Regions from separate parts of the Mus musculus genome. Here all the other regions are linked to region 1. The links are chromatin contacts, called in public HiChIP or PLAC-seq maps. All regions are on one chromosome and are shown on one strand. The core of a region is the stretch at or near the end of the contact, and the rest is flanking DNA. Distances in the headings are between cores, read along the strand shown. Region 1 holds the start of 2310011J03Rik (RIKEN cDNA 2310011J03 gene). Region 2 holds the start of Prtn3 (proteinase 3). Region 3 holds the start of Arhgap45 (Rho GTPase activating protein 45).

Region 1 (3,891 bases), core at 496-2,995:
TTGGGAGACAGTGAGGCTGGCTACAGAGCCCGGCAGGCCAATGACAGGTGTCCCCCTTGGTGCCCACTGCGACCCCCGCCCAGGAACTCTGTACTACTACACCCTGCTGCTGTATGGGACGGCCGAGGACATGACAGCACGGCCCCAGGCCCCCCAGGTGACCAGCCGCGCGCGCGCATGTGTGCAGAGGGACACAGAGGGGCTGTGCCAGGGTGAGTGGCCGCAGCGCATGGTCACTTGTTGGGTGAGGAGGCGCAGCGGCCCGGAATGGGCAGGTGGGCACCGGCTGCACCCACCAGCTGCAGCCTCACTCCTTCTGTTTCCATGTTGTCCCTATGCAGAAAGTCACAGTCCCCTCTCCATCCTGGCAGGACTCTGCCTCATCTCCAGCCAGCAGTGGTGGTGGCTCTACAGCCACCCACAGCAGCCAGTGACCGAAGGACAGGCCAGCTGTCACCCTCCTGTTACACCTGCTGCAGCAGCCTGAGCAGCGACTACACTGCCTGTCCCCTGTCCCTTGTGTTGGGAGAGCTCCAGAGCCCCTCCAAGGCTTGCCACCTCTGGTGGCCCCCCAGCTACCAGTCTTGGGCCATGGTGCTGGCTCTGCTGGCCAGGGCCTTTGGGAGGCCCCTCGGCTTGAGGAAGGCCCACCTGCCCCAGGCTAGATACCCCAGTGCCCAAAACCATGCATGCACAGATCCCTGGAGGCTGGAGAGCCAGAGATGCCTGGCTGTCAGGACAGAAGGCCGGTACCCCAAGGTCCTGCTCTCAGGCTGGAAGAGAAGCCTGCCCCAGAAGGCCAGGGCAGAGCAGCTGCATGGGTCAGGTGACAGCCCACCGCTCAGCCTCAGCTGCTCCCAGTGGAAGAGATGTGTCCTTACTCATTTTGGAGCAGGTACAGTGGGCAAGAGGTCAGACCACAGCCACCAATCATCTGCCCCTTCCCTGTCTCCAAGCCATCCATAGCCCCATGTCTAACCTCATAGTTGCCAAATAAAAGTTAAACAGAAGATGTCGAGTTTATGGTGTCCTTGAGGGTAGGGTGGGCCCCTGGAGGAATAAGGACCCACAGAGGAAGACTGCTCTGAGCCCAGATCTGCCAAGTGCTGAATTACCATACAGCCATGAACAGGAAGCTAGCTCGCTCCCCCATCCCCCACTGGTTTTTTTTTTTTTTTTTTTTTTTTTTTGGTTTTTCGAGACAGGATTTCTCTGTTTAGCCCTGGCTGTCCTGGAACTCACTTTGTAGACCAGGCTGGCCTCAAAAATCTACCTGCCTCTGCCTCCCGAGTGCTGGGATTAAAGGCGTGCGCCACCACTGCCCGGCTTTCCCACTGCTCTTTTGAGACAGGGTCTCACTGTGTAGTCCTGGCTGTTCTGGGATTCCCCATATTGACCAAGATGATCTTGAACTCACAGAGGTCTGCCTGCCTCTGCCTCACAGTACTGAGATTAAAGTACTGAGTTAAAGGTCTACCACAAGGAAGCAAAGCCTGTGGCTAGGTTCCATCCAGCATTTATTGAGCGCCCACTGTGTACCTGGCAATGGTTGTACACTGATTACTCTCGAAATCACGTTCACCCCTTTCCTCCCACCACACGCGGTGAAGGAGGGCAGAGTTCCTTCTGATCTTACTGGATAGCAACTAGGAGCATCTAGGCTTAGGGCTCTTTAAGACGGGGGAGGGGTTTCGCGAGGCGTGGCGCTGGAGTGGACCGGAAGTGCCGGAACGTAGTGGCGTTCAAGCAGGAAGCGGAAGCGGTGGCGGCCGCCTAGGTTCTTGGAACGAAGATAGGCAGCGGGGTGTTCCAAGAGCAAACTGGCGCGGAGATCGAGCCAAACTCCGAGGTTCCGGGAGGAGGGAAAGCGAGACGGGGTAGGGACCTCGGCGCAGGTCTGTAAGGGGTGCGTAGGAGTTCGCGAGGTGGGCGGGCCGAGCCGAAAGTGGACCCCCAGTTAGCGCGCGCTCCACCTACAAGATGAACTCCAAGGCGAAGAAACGCGTGGTACTGCCCACTCGCCCCGCGCCTCCCACGGTGGAGCAGATCCTGGAGGACGTGCGAGGGGCACCCGCTCAAGATCCTGTTTTCACTGCCCTGGCCCCGGAAGGTAGGAGAACGTGAGACTCCCGAGTGGGGAGCAAACCGACTGCAGGGACGAATCTTTTTTGTCCCTGCCCTTCTCTTCCCCTGCAAAGAAAGATCATCAGAAATAAAATTGAAAGTGCTCCGAACTCTTGGGAGGCAGAGGCAGGCGGATTTTTGAGTTCGAGGCCAGCCTGGTCTACAGACTGAGTTCCAGGACAGCCAGGGCTACACAGAGAAACCTTGTCTCGAAAAACAAAAACAAAAAAAAGTTGAAAGTGCTGCCAACCCGGGTCTAGGGCAAGAGGATTGCTGTGAGTTCAAGACCTTGTCTCAGAGGGGCGTGGCCAGCTGCTCCTACAAATTAATGGGGGGCCAGAGTACTTGCAGGGGCCATATCTGCGACTCCTGGCCTAGGATCCAGGAATCCAGGCAGTCCTGGGTAGAACGGCAGGCCAGGGTGGCTGGAGGTGTCCTGTCCTCTCCATGACACCAAAACCTGAAACTGAGTCTTGTTTTCTAGTGCCTAATAGGCCTATATAGCCCAGGCTGGCCTCGAACTCACCATGTAGCCAAGGATGACCTTGAACCACTGATCCTCTTGCCTCTGGGTTGGTGGATGTCAGGCCTGGGGATGGTGACACTGTTTCTTCTCTTCAGACCCCCCAGACCCATCCCCAAGGGCTGAGGACTCTGAGATCCAGCAGGAGCAGATCTACCAACAGAGCCGGGCCTACGTGGCTATGAATGAGAGGCTGCGGCAGGCGGGGGAAGCTCTGAGACAGAAGTTCGATGGCCTTCGGCAAGCTGGTCAGCGGCTGGAACAGGATATCAGCCAGGTGACTTCAGCCACCTCCTAGAGCCGAAGTTACACCTGATGTCCTTGGTCCAGGCCTGGGCACCTAGCAACCAGAGGCTCTGGGTCAACATTTGCTGTCCCAACCCTGGCCCGGGGAGACCCAGTGGCCCACCTTGCCAGCTAGCAGCTTTGTTCCCTCTTCCATCCTTAATGGCCTCTAATTCATGATGGGACTTAGGGACATGGCCACCTCCTCATTATGGGGACACTGGCCTAAATTGCATCAAGGACTTGATTGCAGGTCGGGGCTCAAAGCCAGTCTGCCCCATAGTGACCGGTGTGCTCTTCTGTCCCATGTCACCCTGGGCAGTGAAGGTCTTCATCCCCAGCATCCACAGCAGGCCAGCCACTGGCATCTTGGTTGAGAGAATGGGCTAGCTGCACGCTTCATAGAGCCTGGCTCAGGCCCTCTAGGGCTACACTGCCTTCTCAGTTCTCCCTGGGGCCGGGGAGACTCATCAAGGGAGTTTCCATTCTGGGGAGCCCAGGGGTCCAAGAGGAACTCAAAGGCCAGGTCCCTGTGTGTGGTGAATGTTGCCCCTTCTGGATCTGGGGTTTAGTTTGCCTTCTTGCAGAAGACCCACCACTCTTGGGGTGGCTGGACTTTAGTTCTGGAAGATTAAAGATGTTTGATGCCTGAACACAGTTCTCCCTTAAGCCAGGCTAGATCACTGGGTACCCAAGCCCCCTGCCACCCCTTGGCAGCTCAGGCGCTAGCTACCACACCTGCCTCCTTGGGTCCCAAGCTGGCTGGAACTGTTTTGTCAGAAGTGGCCTTAGCTTGTGGCTACATCATTCCTGACACTCCACATTCCTGGCGGTCACGGGGTCCAACTTGCCCTGACCAGTGCAGCTTGGACTCCTGGTCCCCACCTCCACCATGACACCTCCACCACAAATGACCAGTGGCTGATGGCCAGGTACAGCTTGGCTGAACCTCAGTCAAC
Region 2 (3,891 bases), core at 439-2,938, 440 kb after region 1:
CCAGGTCTAACAGGACCACTAACCAAGCGCACCAGACAGGAAACACAGCCAGCCAGGTCAGAAGCTAAGGGACAGACCCGGGTCCCACACTATGACGGCTCCATGGTCCTAGCATGGCACACAGTAGGTTTTCCCTACGTGTCTTCTGCAGCAATGGATCCCCAGAACCCGACCTACCTGGAGGAGAAGCACGTCATTGAGGTTCTCCTCGGGGTTGTAATTGTTCTGGAAGACCTGACTGATGGTGAACTTCTGCTGCTCAGGCTCCGAGCTCAGCAGGTCGTGGGCACCCAGCACCACTGTCACAAGCTGCCAGGAGCTGCAGTGAAGGTTGTGGGATGTTGTTTGTTGTAGGGAAAGGGATGGAACCCGGATCGATCCTTCAACACGTTACCAAGTGCTCCACCCCTGACCACGCCCTCTGGGAGGAATCCAGGTGGGGCTCTACCATAACCACGCCCCCTAGTCGCTCACTGGGGGATTCTAGGCAGGTAGGAGGAACTCTACCCTGACCGTGCCCACAGACCCTTCCCTGGGGAATTCTAGAAGGGATATTTACCCTAACCACTCCCCTATCCCCTTCACTGGGGGATTCTAGGTGAGAGAAAGTCTCTGTTGAAATAATCTCCTGGAGAACGCATGGGGAAGAGCTGAGGCAGGTCTAGAGGGAGCCTTTGGAAGGGGAAGAGACTATGAGGTACCCATCCAGGGCTTTGCTGTCAGTTCAGACCTGCCACTCCCTCGCTGTCTCCTGAACTCACATGTCCTGCAGGCAGTGGGCGGCTGTCAGCACGAATCTCGGGTGGATCAGGGTGCCACCACAGAAGTGGCTCCCAGGGAACCTGCTCAGCTGCAGGGATGCCACATAAGGCCGAGAGTGGGGCCGAGCCTCGTGCCCACCTACAATCTTGGAGGCCTGGACTGCGCCTAGGGGAAGTAGGTGTCAGGAATGCAGCCTGAAGGGTTCCAGCCATGAGAGCCACAGTCTGTTCTACCTATGGTTTTAAAGTGACCTGTGCCTGGGGAGGAGTCGGGGGCTGACTTGAGTCTACACGTATTATTTTGTTTTGAGATAGTGTCTCACACTGTGGTCCAGGGTGGCCTTGAACTCAGCGAGATCTGCATGCCTCTGCCTCCCAACTGCTGGGATTAAAGATGTGCGCCATTCAGCTTGGCTGGTAATTCCTGATTCCCTGGAAATTCCTCCCTGCAGTGAGAGTCCGTGGGCGGCACACATACAGTAAGAACCCATCAAGGGCTGAAGCTGGTGTTGGGTTCAGTGGGTAGAGTCGTGGCTTACACGCACAAAGCCCTAGGTCCCACATCCAGTGCCACAGAAACACAGCATGGGAGCTTGCTACCCCAGTACTGAGATGAGGCATGAGGGCCAGGAGGTCAAAGCTGATTTGCTATAATGTAGCAAAGGCCAGCCTGGGCTACTTAAGACTCTGTCTAAAAAAGAACCCTAAAACAGAAGGAAAGCAGTCAATGCCCCCTCTCATTCTTTCCTTCCCAAGCATTTAACCAGGGGATGCCCTGACCTTCCCAGCTATTCTAGGAAGGTGCTGGTTAATGAACAGCTCCCCACCCCCCCACCCACACACACACTCACCACCAACCACCAGGGCAAGCAGCAGGAAGGGATGGATCCCCTTGGGGGATGGGTAGCTTCCAGCCATGGCCAGGCTCCTGGCATCCTGCTTGCTGGGGCCCTCTTATAGCCCAGCTCTGCCGGGAGCCGTTGAACAGTGGCTAAAGGCTGGGCTGTGGGTCCCACTTCCTCCTTCCAGTTTGGGGGCCCAGGAATGTTTGCAGTAGGGCAGGACGCAGGGGGTCTCTCTGGAGGCACAGGAAGCCCTCTGCCACCCAGAGCGTGCTGAGGGTCCTGGGACAAGCCACTTTAGTACCCACTCAGCTATGATCCACAGATCCTGTGATACACCCCCCATCGATGACCCTCCCCATTAATAACCTGCCTAGATTTTACTTTGGGAGTTCATTATTTCTCCTCTAATGTTGTAGTGTGTGTGTGTGTGTGTGTGTGTGTGTGTGTGTGTATGTGTGTTCATTTTAAACAGGGTTGCATGTAACCCTGGCTAGCCATGAACTCACCACGTATCCAAGGTTCCTTCTGCCTCAGCCTCCTGCACGCTCGGATGACAAGTATGCACTTCTGCACTGGGATAATTTCCTATTCTTTTCTCTTTACTGGTTTTTTTTCATATAAATATATATATTGTGTGTGTGTTTTATTTCTTTTTAATTTATATATCTTAAATTTTTTAATCTTTCTTTCTCTCTCTCTCTCTCTCTTTCTTTCTTTCTTTCTTTCTTTCTTTCTTTCTTTCTTTCTTTCTTTCTTTCTTTCTGCATAGGCATGTGTGGATGCACATGCATAGAGTGGCCTGAGGTTGACACAAGGTATCTTCCTCAGTGACTCTCCACCTTATATTGAGGCAGGGGCTCTCTCTAAGGTTTCAGTCAATCAGCTCTCTAGCTTGTTGGGGGAGAGGTGTCCCTGTCTTCTTCTGGGCCTCCTTACACAAATGCTCGGAAATACAGGAGGCTGTCTCCGCTGTGGACACGGGTTCTGGGGACTGGAACTGCAGCCCTCCCTTCTGCCATAGTGCTTTACCCACTGAGCTATCTGGCCCTTTCCCTCCCCATCCACCCCTGTTTATTAAATCCCAAACCAACATCAATCCTCCTGCCTCTGTGCTGGGATCACAGAGCAAATATATTCATTTATTATAAAATAGTCTAGCACAGCAATGGTGGCACACGCATTTAATCCCAGCACTCAGGAGGCAGAGGCAAGAGGAGCTCTTGTGAGTTCGAGGCCAGCCTGGTCTACAGAGCGAGTTCCTGGACAGCCAGGGCTACACAGAAACCCTGTCTCAAACCTAAAAAAAAAAAAATCAATAAATGAAATAGTCTAAACCCATAGAACACTGGGATACAGCCAAGTATTGAGCACTTGCTTAGGCTGCATAAGGCCCTGAGTTCCATCCCAGGAGTACAAAGTTAATGCATTCATTCCTATATGAACGAACTTCTCCATGTGTGCATGTGTGTCGTGTCTGCACAGCGGGTCGGAGGATAACAGTCAAGAGTAAGTTCTCTCCGTCCACTGTGTGAGTCCCCAGAACTGAACAGAGACCCTGAGGTTTGGCAGCAAGCGCCTTTCCCCACTGAGCCATCTCAGTGGCTCATAAATAAGGAAGGAAATTCATTAAGTTAAAAGAATAAACCACACGAAGAGAAAGAAACCACAGACCTGGGGGGCTGGAAAAAAGGAAAAGAGAGAAAGAAAAGGTTGTGTGGTTTCATTTTGAAATGAAGCCTTGCCGCTGGCAGAGGTCCGCAGGCTTCCGGGACTTGCCTCTCTGTTCCCGGACTTCTTACACAACACAACGGCTGCATGACTCTGGACCATCGGACCATCGCCAATCCTTCCCCCGCCCCTTCCTGCTTGAGGCCATGACCCCGAGTCCTCAGCATCTTTTGTGCACTTCAGGGTTCCCTGGGTGGTAGAGTCCCCAGCGTCCCCGCTCTTCAGAGAGAATGCACTGAGCTTCTACACCTGGTTCTGTCTCATGCTACTCAGGAACCATGATGTGGGCTATGTCCTGGTCAGGGCTAAGTGCACCTCTGAGAACTGTCTATTTATTCGTCCCATCATTTTAAGACAAGGTCTCATGTAGCCCAGGTTGGCTCCAGATTCCCTACGGAACTGAGGATGACCTGGAACTCACTCTGTAGACCAGGTTGGCCTCAAACTCAGAAATCTGCCTGTTTCTGCCTCCCAAGTGCTGGGATTAGGACCTTGAACCTCCTCTTTCAGCCTCTTGGCTGTTGGAATTACAAGGAAGAGTATGAACTCAGCCTCCT
Region 3 (3,891 bases), core at 378-2,877, 300 kb after region 1:
TCCTTTCTTTCTTTCTTTCTTTCTTTCTTTCTTTCTTTCTTTCTTTCATTCTTTCTGAGTCAGGGTCTCACTGTAATTCTGGCTGACCTGCATAAGACTCAAGTGTAGACTCACAGAGATCCTCCTGCCTGAGTGCTGGGCTGAGAGGCTGCCCACCTCCTGCCCTCCCTCCGTGCTGCTCTGAAGATCCTCACCGTCCTGCAGCACACACTCCTTGAGCTTCTCCAAGCCCTCAGCAAAGCGGGCCACATCCGCCAGCAGGGTTGAGATGTCTTCTACGCCATCAGGGAAAGCTCCCTCAGTGGGTAACTCTGCCGGACTGGCCGCAGAAAGGGGGCTTCGGTACCCACGGCCCAGGGTCCAGGTGGCAGTGCCCGAGAGCGGGAAGCCTGCTGCACTGGCATGGCGGCTCAGGCTGGTGGGTCTTTTGAGTGTCCCTGTGCCCTTGGCTACCGTGGACAGGGATGTGGCTGGTGGCTCCAGGCCGGGAGCTTCTGTCCAATCCTTCCTGGGCAGCTCCTAGGTATGCATAGGGAAGAGGAGTCAAGGGGATCCCCCATCCCAGACACTGCCTCAGTTTCCCCAGAAAGTCCTCACAGGGGTCAGAGGTCAGTGGGCAGAGAATTTTAAGCTCCCCCCCCCCCACCTGTTACCCAACATCCTCCTGTCTATAGCTTTCACAAACAACCGTCCCTACCCAAACCACAGCCAGAGGCGGGGCCTGTGGGGCACAGGAGGGAGGGGGCACCCCACTTCCTGGTGGGGGTGGGGAGGACTCTTGTGAGTCTCTAACCCTGTAGCCACCCCAGATACCTCTACGGGTGTCCACTTTCTAAAAACATGGATAACTTCTGTGACCTGAAAAGATCATCAGGCTCCTGTGTCTCAGGACACCCCCAGACCTAGTAGAGGTACCCCTAAACCTCACAAATTCTCAAAAGCTCAGCAGGCAGCAGCAGGTCCTGGAGAAACTTGGAGACCCCCCCAATCTGCTCTGTACACCTGCACCCCAGTTCAACACCAGTTCCCCATTGGCTTTCAGAACCCTAAAATTGCCCAGACCCCATATTACAGTGTAGTCACTAGACTCCAATACCAGTTCTACCCACTACCCACAACCGTCATTGGCACACGACGGGGACATCCCTCATCAAGATGGGTGACTTGGTTGCCACCCAAGGCCATCCCTACCTACCGTAATGCGGCCTCCTAGGTTCAGGCCACTCCTTGTCGCCGGCCATTCTGCCTGGTGTGGACTATAGCTGGCCCGGTTCCCCCAGCGTGGACCCAGCATGGTGTTGTAGTTGCATGCTATGCCCATCAGTGACCACAGGCTGTGGGTGTCATCCTGGGTCCCCACCCGCTCTGTGCCCCACTCACCCCTGAGGAGGACTGCGGGTTGGGGCTCCCCGCGCGGTTCTTTTTGGAAATAGAGGGAGTTTTCATAAGTTCTCGCTTCTTCCGAGAGAACATGGTGGAGTCAGCCCCAGTGGCCCTAGGTGAGGACAGGCGGGCAACGGCAGGGTGGGAGTCTGGGGGTGGTCTCAGTCCTGCAACTCCTGGTGCAGGCTGTCTCTGGACCACATTGCTCAGGGCCACCCCCTCCCCAGCTGTCAGAGCCACACGTGACTGGCTTGGCTCTCATTGGCGCATAAGTCTCCTACACAGGAAAAGGCTCCCCAGCAGAGGGAGGGAGGTGACACCTCAGATCCGCCCCCAGTGTGACTGTCCCAAGTGTCAGCTCTTATAGGACTCTGCACACTGACTCTGACACAGGTTCCCCACAGCAGGCCACCTTCCACTTGCAGCCTGTGTCCTGTGTGGCCACCCGATCCAGGCATTAGCTGACTCTTGCTTGGGACATAACATACAGTCAAGAAAGGCAGTGTCATGTGTATACTGATATGAAAGACCAGAGAGGAGGCTGAGCAACAGGTTCACACACAGATCAAACAGACACCCCCTGAGTCCCTCACCATGCACAGGTGACCCCCCATTCCCTATAATCACCAGCCTTACAGTCTTCTGGGGACCATAGGACCTGAAGGTGCCATGCCTGGGTGGCTTCCATCCAGCAACCCAGGAGCTCCACTGCCCTGCTGGCCTCCACTTAGCTCCCACTCCCACTCTGCCCTCTATATCCCAGCTCTGAGCTTCAGGTCTCAGGATCCCCAGAGGTACTATTTAATAATTTAGACACCATGTCCCTTAACCATCCCAAACTCCACTGACCTCAGGCACACTGGGTGGCTCTCGGGGACACAGCCCAGAAAGGCCGCAGCCTGCAGTACCTAGGCCCGCTCTCCAAGCTCTGGTCCAGCCACAAACCCAGCCGAGGAGCCCCTTAAGGGTCCCGTGCCTCCCACTCATAGTTGGATGGCTGGGGGTGGGCTTGGGAGGTTGTCTCAGGATGAAGACTGGCTGGCTCTGGGGTGGGCTTCTGGTCCGGTCAGGCCAGGAAAGTACCAGGGTCCTCTATACCGTCTGGAACATTCCACAAGCCTGACCTCATCTCTACTTCACGGTCAGAAACACTCACAAGTCCCGCCCTTGGGTGTCAGACCCACATAGGTACATGCAGGTCAGGATACGTGTGACTGGACACCTGGGAAGTGTCCGTGTTGCAGGCAATTCACAGCAGGACACACGCGCATACTGTACATGTGATAGTGTATGGGACTGTACAGAGCTAAGACTCCTAAAACACAAACTCAGCCGTGGCCTCATTCTCATTCTAGTTTCTTTTTATTTCCCCCAGAGCCCAAGGCTTTCTGGGAGCCAGCGTATGGTACAGAGATCCTCTGTCTGAGCTTTGCCACTCAGTCCCAAGGCAGGCATGCTCAGATCATGGTCTCCACAGAGCTGGGGTCTTCCAGGAATCGGCTGACACGTTTGGGATGCTGCCGGCCAGGTTTGGAAACCTCCTCTTCTTCAGCCTCCTGCCGACTGCTCTCTTCCTCTTCCCCTTGGTCTTTGGAGAAATATAGGAACACCTGGCAGGGCAGAGACATGGAGGGGGCAGAAATGCATGGGGTGGGGGTAGATGTCAGCCCAGGGTCCTGAGGCACCTCAGCTCTTCCCTTCAAACCCTTTGATGGTGCCCGAAGTCACCTCCTCCAGAGTGGTCTGGCTCACAGAGAAGTCCTCCACACCGTGGGCCCTGCCCTGGGCAGCCAGCTCCCTGAACACTCGTGTCAGGGTGCATCTGCCCCCCGGTGGCAGTTGGAAGCGCAGACGGCTGCCGTGCACCTCCCGGAGTTCAGCCCCAGGGAATGTGATCCTGATGAAGGCTATCGCCGGCTCAGGCTGGTCCGGTGGGACCCTTAGAGTCAGTGTGTGGCCAGCCCCGAACCTGGAGGGGACAGGACCAGGGATGCAGGCCATGGCCCCTATTGCTCCTCGAAATCTCGATACTCCCTACTAGACCTGTCCTTGGCCTGTCTTGGACACCTGGACCCAACCCAATTCCTTCTCACCCTACCCTGCTGCGAGCCACGCCCACGAGTCTAAGAGACTACGCCCACTCAGAGGACCTGGCACACCTGTATCGAAGGACAGACACTCCTCACCTCCCCTGGACTCCATCCAAAAAGCTCCTCTGAGCACTTCCACCTTTCCAGGCTTCCCTCATACAGTCGGGCTCTGCCCCTATGGTGCATATGGCCCGCCCCTATCTTCTAGCCCTAACCACACCCACAGCACTCTTCTCTTCCCGCCAGTCCATCCTGCCCTGCTCACCTGCCTTTGAGATGCTGAGAGCTTCCCAGACAGCGGAACCGCCCGTTCACCATGATGGCCAGGCGCGTGCAGAGCGCTTCGCACTCCTCCATGCTGTGGGTGAGAGTGTGAGCACAGCTGGCCCAGCCTGCCTGCACGGGGACCATGCTCTGT

The links. HiChIP or PLAC-seq counts read pairs in DNA pulled down with a chosen protein or histone mark.
Region 2: a contact with region 1 is called in an H3K27ac HiChIP or PLAC-seq map of microglia, with 4 times the contacts expected there. The contact joins the promoter of Prtn3 here to the promoter of 2310011J03Rik in region 1. A contact is called at or near these places in 1 of 484 Hi-C or Micro-C datasets (cerebellar granule neurons), 3 of 115 datasets of contacts at active chromatin or transcription factors (bone marrow-derived macrophages, microglia and pancreatic cancer cells) and 2 of 9 other capture datasets (embryonic stem cells and liver).
Region 3: a FOXA1 HiChIP or PLAC-seq map of pancreatic cancer cells shows a contact between it and region 1. The contact joins the promoter of Arhgap45 here to the promoter of 2310011J03Rik in region 1. A contact is called at or near these places in 1 of 39 promoter capture datasets (stem cell-derived epiblast-like cells), 4 of 115 datasets of contacts at active chromatin or transcription factors (the SCID.adh cell line, bone marrow-derived macrophages, embryonic stem cells and 1 more) and 3 of 9 other capture datasets (adipose tissue, embryonic stem cells and liver).

Annotation. Positions count from the first base shown.
Region 1 is chr10:80,318,402-80,322,292 of GRCm38.p6, reverse strand. It overlaps 2310011J03Rik (RIKEN cDNA 2310011J03 gene), which reads left to right and starts at 1,745. Exons shown (of 2, transcript NM_025521.3): 1 at 1,745-2,110; 2 at 2,746-3,891. The coding sequence starts at 1,981. The coding sequence ends at 2,945. It overlaps Pcsk4 (proprotein convertase subtilisin/kexin type 4), which reads left to right. Exons shown (of 15, transcript NM_008793.2): 14 at 84-212; 15 at 342-1,010. The coding sequence ends at 487.
Region 2 is chr10:79,877,464-79,881,354 of GRCm38.p6, reverse strand. It overlaps Prtn3 (proteinase 3), which reads right to left and starts at 1,688. Exons shown (of 5, transcript NM_011178.2): 1 at 1,613-1,688; 2 at 762-927; 3 at 178-319. The coding sequence starts at 1,679.
Region 3 is chr10:80,014,408-80,018,298 of GRCm38.p6, reverse strand. Arhgap45 (Rho GTPase activating protein 45) reads right to left here and starts at 1,627. Exons shown (of 23, transcript NM_001142701.1): 1 at 1,381-1,627; 2 at 195-519. The coding sequence starts at 1,473. It overlaps Abca7 (ATP-binding cassette, sub-family A (ABC1), member 7), which reads right to left. Exons shown (of 47, transcript NM_001347081.2): 45 at 3,739-3,831; 46 at 3,112-3,352; 47 at 2,727-2,993. The coding sequence ends at 2,841.